Regions from separate parts of the Sus scrofa genome. Here region 1 is linked to region 2. Evidence: chromatin contacts called from public HiChIP or PLAC-seq data. All regions are on one chromosome and are shown on one strand. Each heading gives the region's core, a stretch centred on a gene start, on an enhancer-like site or on the middle of the called end of the contact. The rest is flanking DNA. Distances are from core to core; before and after follow the strand shown.

Evidence for each region. HiChIP or PLAC-seq counts read pairs in DNA pulled down with a chosen protein or histone mark.
Region 1: a contact with region 2 is called in an H3K27ac HiChIP or PLAC-seq map of alveolar macrophages. The contact joins two enhancer-like sites. A contact is called at or near these places in 2 of 2 datasets of contacts at active chromatin or transcription factors (alveolar macrophages and skeletal muscle).

The regions. Positions count from the first base shown.
Region 1 is chr13:10,524,976-10,529,121 of Sscrofa11.1, forward strand. No RefSeq gene overlaps it. Among named protein-coding and RNA genes, the nearest start is that of NKIRAS1, 190 kb to the right of the region's middle. Within about 2 kb of position 2,201, at least 3 of the 83 cell types and tissues checked have an H3K27ac peak or open chromatin away from gene starts, as enhancers often do. A contact at or near this core is called in alveolar macrophages, where this site is marked.
Region 2 is chr13:10,084,363-10,089,097 of Sscrofa11.1, forward strand. All of the region lies in intron 2 of UBE2E2 (UB2E2), which reads left to right. Among named protein-coding and RNA genes, the nearest start is that of UBE2E2, 83 kb to the left of the region's middle. Within about 2 kb of position 2,464, at least 1 of the 83 cell types and tissues checked has an H3K27ac peak or open chromatin away from gene starts, as enhancers often do. A contact at or near this core is called in alveolar macrophages, where this site is marked.

The DNA of each region.
Region 1 (4,146 bases), core at 951-3,450, 440 kb after region 2:
GCCACCACAACACCAGATCCAAGCTGCATCTGCAAACTACACTGAAACTTGCAGCAATGCCAGATCCTTAACCCACTGAGCGAGGCCAGGGATCGAATCTGCATCCTCACAAAGACAATATCGGGTCCTTAACTCACTGAGCCACAACAGGAACTTCTATTTTGATGAGTTTTACTTACTAAGTACCTGCACTGGAATAACCAGCCACCTTCTTGATCAAGATATAGACCACATGGGAGCTCCTGTTGTGGCGCAGCGGAAACGAAGCCGACTTGGAACCATGAGGTTGTGGGTTCAATCCCTGGCCTTGCTCACTGGGTTAAGGATCCAGCATTGCCACGACCTGTGTTGTAGGTCACAGACACAGCTCGAATCTGGGGTTGTTGTGGCTATGGTGTAGGCTGGCATCTACAGCTCCGATTCAACCCCTAGCCTGGGAACTACCATATTTGCTATGATGCAGCCCTAAAAAGACAAAAGACAAAAAAAAAAAAGGGTATAGACCACATCCATCACCCCCCCCAGGAGGTCCCCCCATGTCCCTCTCCAGGCCACCCTGAACCCTGTGTTCTGCTCCAGAGGCATGCACTGCAAGCCTATCACCTTAGCTCAGATTTTTTCCTAGAACATCTAGGACTTCACATACGTATAACCATACAGTGAGTATATGTGCTGATTTGGTTTGAGTGTCTTTTGTTCAGTCTAACGTCTTCAGAATCATCCATGCTGTCTCATCAGGAGTTGATGCCTTTTGATTACTGAGTAGAATGCACCCCAATTTATTCATCCTTTAGTAGCAACTTTTATTTACTGAGCATTCACTCGGCCAAATACCATGCTAAGCTCATCCCAGACCATGGCTCATAATAACTAGAAAAGGTAGGCGTGCAGGCCGTTGGAGGGGATTTTTAGTTGCAATTCTATCTTTTGCTGTCACCTGGTCTGTCATCCTGTGTGGTCCTGGTGGAAGGTTAAATGCAGGAAATTCAAACCTTCTTGATGAAGCTGAAGCCCAGCCTGAGGGAGAGGGTGGGGTGAACTTGGCCTGGCCAGTCCCATGCCTTCTCCAAGGGGCCTGAGTGAGTGAGGAAGGCTGCCATGCAGGGGACAGCCACACGTGGATCCTTCCCGCTGTGTGGCCTCTGCCTTGGCTCCTGCCTGGCTTTCTGCATCCTGGCCTCCTGCATCTCCTCCCTGCCCGCAGGATTCCCTCGATTGCAGTAACTTCCCCTCTTGTTTAATGTGGCAAACTTGGTTTCTGTCCTTGTCTGTACAATGGGGATAATACCTTTTACTGTACACTGGGTCTTATGCCCATTGTACAGACAAGGAAACCAAAGCCCAGGGGCAGCGACTCTCCCGGGGTCACACAGGCTGCCACACGGCAGGAGGGGGAGTAGAACTCAGTGGATCCCAATCCAGGACCAGAAAGGCAGCTTCACCCTGACTTCCATAGCACCAGCCTCTCTGGCCGTATGACCTTGTCTCCATCCTGGCCCCAGGACAGCCATCATGCCATCCCGAGGAGAAATGCACACACCCTTTTTTTAGCCCTCCACTTCTCTCTCTTTTAATTTTATTGGAGTGTAGTTGACTCACAGTGTTGTGTTGTTTCAGGTGTACAGCAAAGTGATCAGTTATATAGAGAGAGATATAGCCATTCTTTTTCCCCATATGGGTTATTACAGACTATTGAGTAGTTTTCTCTGTGCTGCACAGTAGGTCCTTGTTACTTACCTATTTTATATACATGAGCGTGTATCTTATTCTCGTCCTCCTAATTTATCCCTCCCCACCGCGGCTTCCCCTATGGCAACCATAAGTTTGGTTTCGAAATGTGTGAGTTTGTTTCTGTTTTATAAATAAGTTCTTTCGTATCATCAAAACGTCTACAAACAATAAATGCTGGAGAGGATGTGGAGAAAAAGGAACCCGCCTACACTGTCAGTGGGAATGTAAATTGGTGCAGCCACTGAGAAGAACATTATGAGGTTCCTTAAAAAATAAAAATAGGAATTCCTGCTGTGGCACAACGAGATCGGCAGCATCTTGGGAGCGCTGGGACACAGGTTCAATCCCCAGCCGGCACAGTGGGTTAAGGATCTGGCGTTGCTGAATCTGCGGCTTAGATCGCAGCTAAGGCTCGGATCTGATCCTTGGCCTGGGAACTCCACATGCTGCAAGGTGCCCAAAAAAGAAAAGAAAAAAAAAAGGAACTGCCATATGACCCAGCCATGCTTCTGCTTTTCTTAAACAAAGCCCAACAGGGAGCTTAAGATTCTTCATCTCAAAACTCTGCCCTGTCCAACCTGCAGAATCCTGCATCTAACCCATGTAAGCATGTCTCGTAACCACGTCTCTCGTCTTCAGATGAGAAAGGAAAACCCATCCTTACACGGTACAATCCTCCCCGCCTTTCCGTGGCTTAGCTGAGCGTTACTTCTAAACCCTTATTCTGATCTTTGTTTCATGTTTACAGAAGCGGATGCCTTTTACTCCTTTCTCCTGACAGGAATAATCCCTTTGGAATTCAAGCTTTAGAGAGTAGCTCCTTGGGTTATTGAGAGGCAACCCTCCTCCTGCTTCAAAGAGGGGTCTGAGGCCGAGCCAGTCTACAGAGACACACACCTCACTGGCCTGGGAGGGGGAGGGAGTAGCACAGGCAGCCGGAGGCAAAGGTGCTCTGGATCCTGGCTCAGATCTGGCCTCTCCCTTCAGCCAGCTTCCCCTCCATTTCTTTACTTTCTTTTGCACCAAGAGCAACCTAGACATAGAAGAGAGGAGTTCCTGTCGAGGTTCATCAGGTTAAAGAGCCGCCGTAGTGTCTATGAAGATGCAGGTTCTATCCCTGGCCCCACCGAGTGGGTTAAGGATCTGGGGCTGCCATGAGCTGTGGTGTCGGTTGCAGACGTGGCTCAGATCCCATTTTGCTGTGGCTGTGGTGTAGGCTGGCAGCTGTAGCTCCGATTGGATCCCTAGCCTGGGAACTTCCATGTGCCGCATGTTCAGCCCTAAAAAAAAAAAAAAAAAGAAAGAGGAGGCATGAGTGAGGCTCTCAGCCACAGGGACAGGGGTGGGTGCATAAAGATGGCACTGGGACATCGCCAGGGCCCGGTGGGGAGGATAGTGCCCCCATCAGCCTGTCCTGGATTCTGAGATTCCCTGGGCATTGAAACATGAGGTCATCCTGAAGGAAGAGTACAAGTGTGGTGGACACAGTGATTCTTACCCCAGATCCTACCTGGGTCGCCCAGCTGCCAGGAGGAGGGTGGTTGGCAGACCGCCTCAGATGTCATCCCCTGCAGAGGTGGCTTCTTCTGCAGGGAGCCACTGACACCAGGGTGCACCTGCCAGGGGCGGCCACATCCAGGACTGAGGGCAGTGGCTCAACTCGGGACAGTGCTGAAAGGCGTGAGTCCTCCTCACTGTCTTTCGCTCCCTCCCACCATTGTTGGTCCCACGGGTGCTCCCAGATAGCTGCCTGCTTGGGAACTCTGTGCATTTATTTCCAGGAGAGTCCAACCTGGGAGGCAGAGACTGCCCACATATGAGTTAACATTCTAACATTTAAAAAGGCAATGCTCTATGGTTGTACTTTCATAGGACAATGACAAAATCAATGTTTTATGTTGACTCACTGCACTCTGCATCAGTGAATTTCCTCAGTCCTCAGTGCAATAGCCTCCTGCCTGTCACGCAGAGATAAAAGTTCCTAGAGGTAGTTACTACTGTCCTCCCATTTTACAGATGAGGTGACCAAGGACCAGGTGGAAACAGGACTTGCCCAAGGTGGTGAGACTCCGGGATAGAACCAGGAGGTTGGTTCCAGAATCTGTGTTTCCAGCACCACGCCAACCTTCCTCTCCACCCTCGGACTAGTTCTTCCTCCGGGGCTGGGGCAGAGGTCAAGGGCTGTGTCTCAATTGAAACATCATCAGGAGCAGGAAGGTGAACATTCACGGTAAGAAGATGAGAGGAAAGAAGAACATGAACTTGAACATAAATGGCAAATCCCTGGGTTCCCTGGTGGCGCAGCAGATTAAGGATATGGGGTTGTCACTGCAGCGGCTCTGGTCACTCCTGTGGCACAAGTTTAGTCCCTGGCCAGGGAACTTCTGCATGCCATGAGCACAGTCAAAAAAATTT
Region 2 (4,735 bases), core at 1,214-3,713:
CCCCAAATACATAAGCAAGTGGCCTTGGGATGAATAGTGAAATGTCTACAGGTGTGGGAGTTGGAAGCTGCTTTTAGATCCTAGCTCCAATACCTATTAGCTATGTCTACTTCAGGGGATAAAATGGAAAATGGTGATAATACCTTCACTTTAGATTGCTGTCAGGATTAAATGAGATGAAAGGTATACAGTACCTAAAGTACAGGCATTCAGATACTAGTTTCTCTCTCTTGTAAGACTGCTCTCCAGGTTTTCTTCCTTCCAGATGACAGATGTCAATCTTCCCATCATTTTCCCATTGCCCATGGTTTGTTTATTCATATTGCCATGATCATCCCTCATTATGAAGAATCTATTGCATACTATTTTGTATTCAGTTAAATTAATAATGAAGATAGAAGATGACTTTACAGAGAGGATATTGTTTTTACACTAATAGGTGTTAAGGTAATGACAGTGGTTTTGCTGTCATTGACGGTCATGGCAGTTTTTATCATGCCTTGAGTTTTTGTCATTTGAAGAAAGTTATTCCTGTTAGATACATGACATCTAATAGTCTCTTGAAATTTACTGTGATTTGGATAGATCACAGGAATAGTTCAGAAGGGGAAACACAATTATAATAGCTTAGGTGCTAGGTGTTATTTTAAATTCCTCATTCATTCTGTGGCAACTACGTCTTCTGTACGAGGTGCTAGAGCTATTATAATGGTGAAGAAATGTATCAGTTATTTATTGCTACATAACAAACTACTTCAAAATGTAGTGAGTTAAATATTTATTATCTCATAGTTTCTTTGGTTCAGGAGTTTGAATATAGTTTAGCCATGTTCAGCTTGGGGTCTCTCATGAGGTTGCTGAATAATAGTCATCTGAAGGTTTGACTAGGGTGGAGGATCTTCTTTCATGGTGGCTCAGCCACATGCCTGCCAAGTTGGTACTGGCTGTTGACAAGAGGCCACATATTTTCCACATGTGGGTCCCTCTACAGGTTGCTTAAGTGCCCTCAAGACAAGGTGGTTGGCTTCCACCAGAGCAAACTTTCGGGAGGGAGAGGAGGAAAGGGGGGAAAGGGAAGGGGAGGGTGCAGAAGCTGTCTAAAAAGAATCCTTCGGGAGTTCCCGTCGTGGCGCAGTGGTTAACGAATCCGACTAGGAACCATGAGGTTGCAGGTTTGGTCCCTGCCCTTGCTCAGTGGGTTAACGATCCGGTGTTGCCGTGAGCTGTGGTGTAGGTTGCAGACGCGGCTCGGATCCCGCATTGCTGTGTCTCTGGCGTAGGCTGGTGGCTACAGCTCCGATTCAACCCCTAGCCTGGGAACCTCCATATGCCGCGGGAGCGGCCCAAGAAATAGCAAAAAGACAAAAAAAAAAAAAAAAAAAAAAAAGAATCCTTCATAAGTCACATAGCATCAGTTTTATCATATAACATCCTTTTTATCAGAAGCAAAGCACTAGGCCTGGCCCACATTCAACAAGAGGGGAATTATTTAGACCCTACCTTTTGAAGGAGAGGAGTCAAAGAATCCACGGACATTTAAAAGTCACCACAGTAAAGCATCTTTCTCTTCCAGGTATTGAATTTTATAGGTACCTTTGACTGTATTTACATTAGTGACCATAGCCTAGTGTTATCTAACACTGAATTATAGTTACTAATGTAAACACCAAAATGCAGTGAGAAAGGGCTCTAAGAGCAATATGTATAAAAGGCACGCCCTTTTTTGATAACCACTAATTTGGTGATTTTGACTTGGACGTCCTACCATTTTCTCAAATTCTGACTTGCCAACCATATCCCCAAACTAGCTCTCTCTGCTTCCTGTTATCATTGTTAACAATTTCTCTGTGAGTCACCTTGATTTGAGGCTGAGTCACCTTTCAAATACCACAGTATAAGCAGTCCTCAGGAATGGCTCATGCTCACCTTTTCACTTCCATTTCTTGTGTCCCAACATATCCCTCCTTCTTACTGCCCTTTTACTCAAATAATGATTTCTTAGTTCCTCAATCATTTAAGGTTCTGAGATCTCCCAAATTCTATTTCTAGTCTTCCGCCTTTTTTTCTTTTTAAAGACCTGCTTCATTAGGCTTCCCCACCCAAACTGGAGAGCTTCTCTACCACAGGGAATGTGCTCAATATGTTTCTAAAGTTGTTTTTCTATGGGATAAAAAATGAAGTTCCTGTAGCTAAAGAATTCTCTTAGACCTAAATGTTGAGAGAGAAAGGATGTTAGGTTGACTCCATTGTGGAGAAGCTTTTGGAGGGAAGATAGGGGATGAGGAGGAAGGAGACAAGATCTCTTCAGGTGATGCAGAGGAGATGAGTGGAAGAATTCAACCTGAAATCAGGTAATCTTGATTGACAGAATGAACGTCCAGGCACTTAACAATAGTGTGGGTAAGATAATGGTGATGTCATTATTTACTAGACTGTGTAGCAAGATTCTCAGTAGGAGGGAGAGAGCTCTCCACTGTGCATGGATAGGGGAAGATGGAAGACCATTAGTAGTCAGAAAGACCTGGGCTGTCAGTGGCTGCTTGTGCAGCCTTAGGCAAGTTGCTTACATTCTCTGGTCTTTAGTTTCTCAATCTGGGAAAATAAATGGTTTGGATTAGATCATTTCCAGTGCTAACATAATATGCCTTGGACAAGAACTTAGATATAATCGAAACAATTGAATTTCACTATTTTTAAAACAAATTTCCCCAATTTATTAATTCCATTAAAAACAACTTTAGAAATAATGTTGAGAACATTTACTAATTACATCTCCTTTGGTTGAATCTCTCCAATTTTCATTTATTAAGTGGAAGCCAGTATGAAATCAGATTATGCTACTATTACTGAAGTTGCTATTTCATAAACATATATTTAAAAAAATACATTGTCATTGGGTTATAATTTGAAATTGTTCCTTAGAGAAACACTTTCCAAACTTACAGGCATGAAAGAATTAAGATGGCCAATATATCTGTGTAAATAATAATCTGTTTATATACTATCTTGTAAATTAATATTAACTTATATAGTTGTATTATTTTGATTGTATTCTTCCCAGTGTTCTGGTTGTTAAAAAATATTTTCATGACAAAGGAGAATGTGTGTTAATTCTAAGAACTCAGTGAACATTAAATGGAGAGAAATTGATAACATGTTAACTTTAAAGGATTTTCAAATCATGACTTCTTATTTTAAACTGTAAACCAAATTTATATTGTAATTAATCTAAATTGACCATGTCAGATTAACCACAATTGTTTAAAACTTGGTTTTATAAACATTTTAATCTTCCAAAGTAAACAGAAAGGAGTTGTTGGGTCTATTGTTTTTTTTTTGCTCTTTCCCTGCCTTTGCGCTGATAATTTCTTTGGTCTGAAATGGGCCTAGCTGTTCTGCTAGGACTTAAGTTCTTGGTGAGAAGGGTTACAGGTAAACACAGGTGCCTTAAATACAGTGATCTTTACTTTCCTAGAAATGTTTTTGTGTTGATCTTTGTATTACACTGTGATTTCTTCATCTTACAGCTGATGCTTATATATAGTGCTGACCATGTGCCAGACCCATTCTGAGCACTTTTATATGTATTAACACATATGATTTTCAGGACAACCCTTGACAAAAGGCTGTGTCCTTCCCTTTTTTACAGATTGTCCTTCTCCTTTGATATCAGGTAGCTAGGCCATAGCTGTAGATGAGATCCCCAGATCTGGCCAGCATTCATGGTTTGTACCCAGTGGTGGGCTCAGAGATGAGTCTTCTTTCAAGCATACCTTAGCAGCAGCCATATCTGAGAGCACCATTCCCAGGAGAAAACCACGTTTTACTTGGATGGTCACAGTGCCTGATACAGAGATGCCCAATGCTGAAACCTGGGAATTGTCCTTACCATCTTTTTTCCCTTAATTCCTTAAGCTCTGTTAGTTCCACCAAGACAGTGTTTCCCTTTATGAGCCCCCTTCTCTGTGCCATTGGCAGAGTTAAAGCTTTGTTGTCTCCAGTCTGACCTGTTTCAAGTGATAGCCCCACACTGCTCTTTGTGCCCTTTTAGGTATTCTTCTTCCCTAATTCTTTGCAAGTTGTAGGCTGGAATAGCTCCCCCCACACATACCTTTTTTGGTAACAGTTTTATTAAGCTGTTCACCATTTAAAGTATACAAATGAGTTAGAATATTCACAGAGCTTCTTTGCCATCACTCCCGAAAGAAGCCCTGTACTCATGAGCGCTCACTCTCTCTCCATTTCCCCATACCTCCAGCCTCAGGGATCTGCTAATCTGCTTTCCAACTCTGGAGGTTAGTCTGTTCTGGATATTTCACATAAATGGGGTTATACATGCTTTTTGTGACTGACGTCTTTTGCGTAACATTCCTAAGGTTCACTGTTCAGAGAGGTTACTTATTTGCCCTGAGTGCAGCCAGAGACTGATTTGTAGCACAAATGTCTTTCCTTAATTGTTCCTCAAAAGGCCTAGCTTTGATCATAGGTATAGCATTCAGGACCACCAGAGATTATCAGGGTTTTAGTGGTTTTTTTTTGTTTTGTTTTTATGGCTGCACCCACTGCATATGGAACTTCCCAGGTCAGGCACTGAAATCAGTCCACAGCTTCGACCTACACTACAGTTGCTGCAATGCCAGATCCTTTAACCTACTGCCCCTGGTTGGGGATTGAATCTGTGCCTCTGCAGCAAACTGAGCTGCTGCAGTTGGACTCTTAACCCACTGTGCTACAG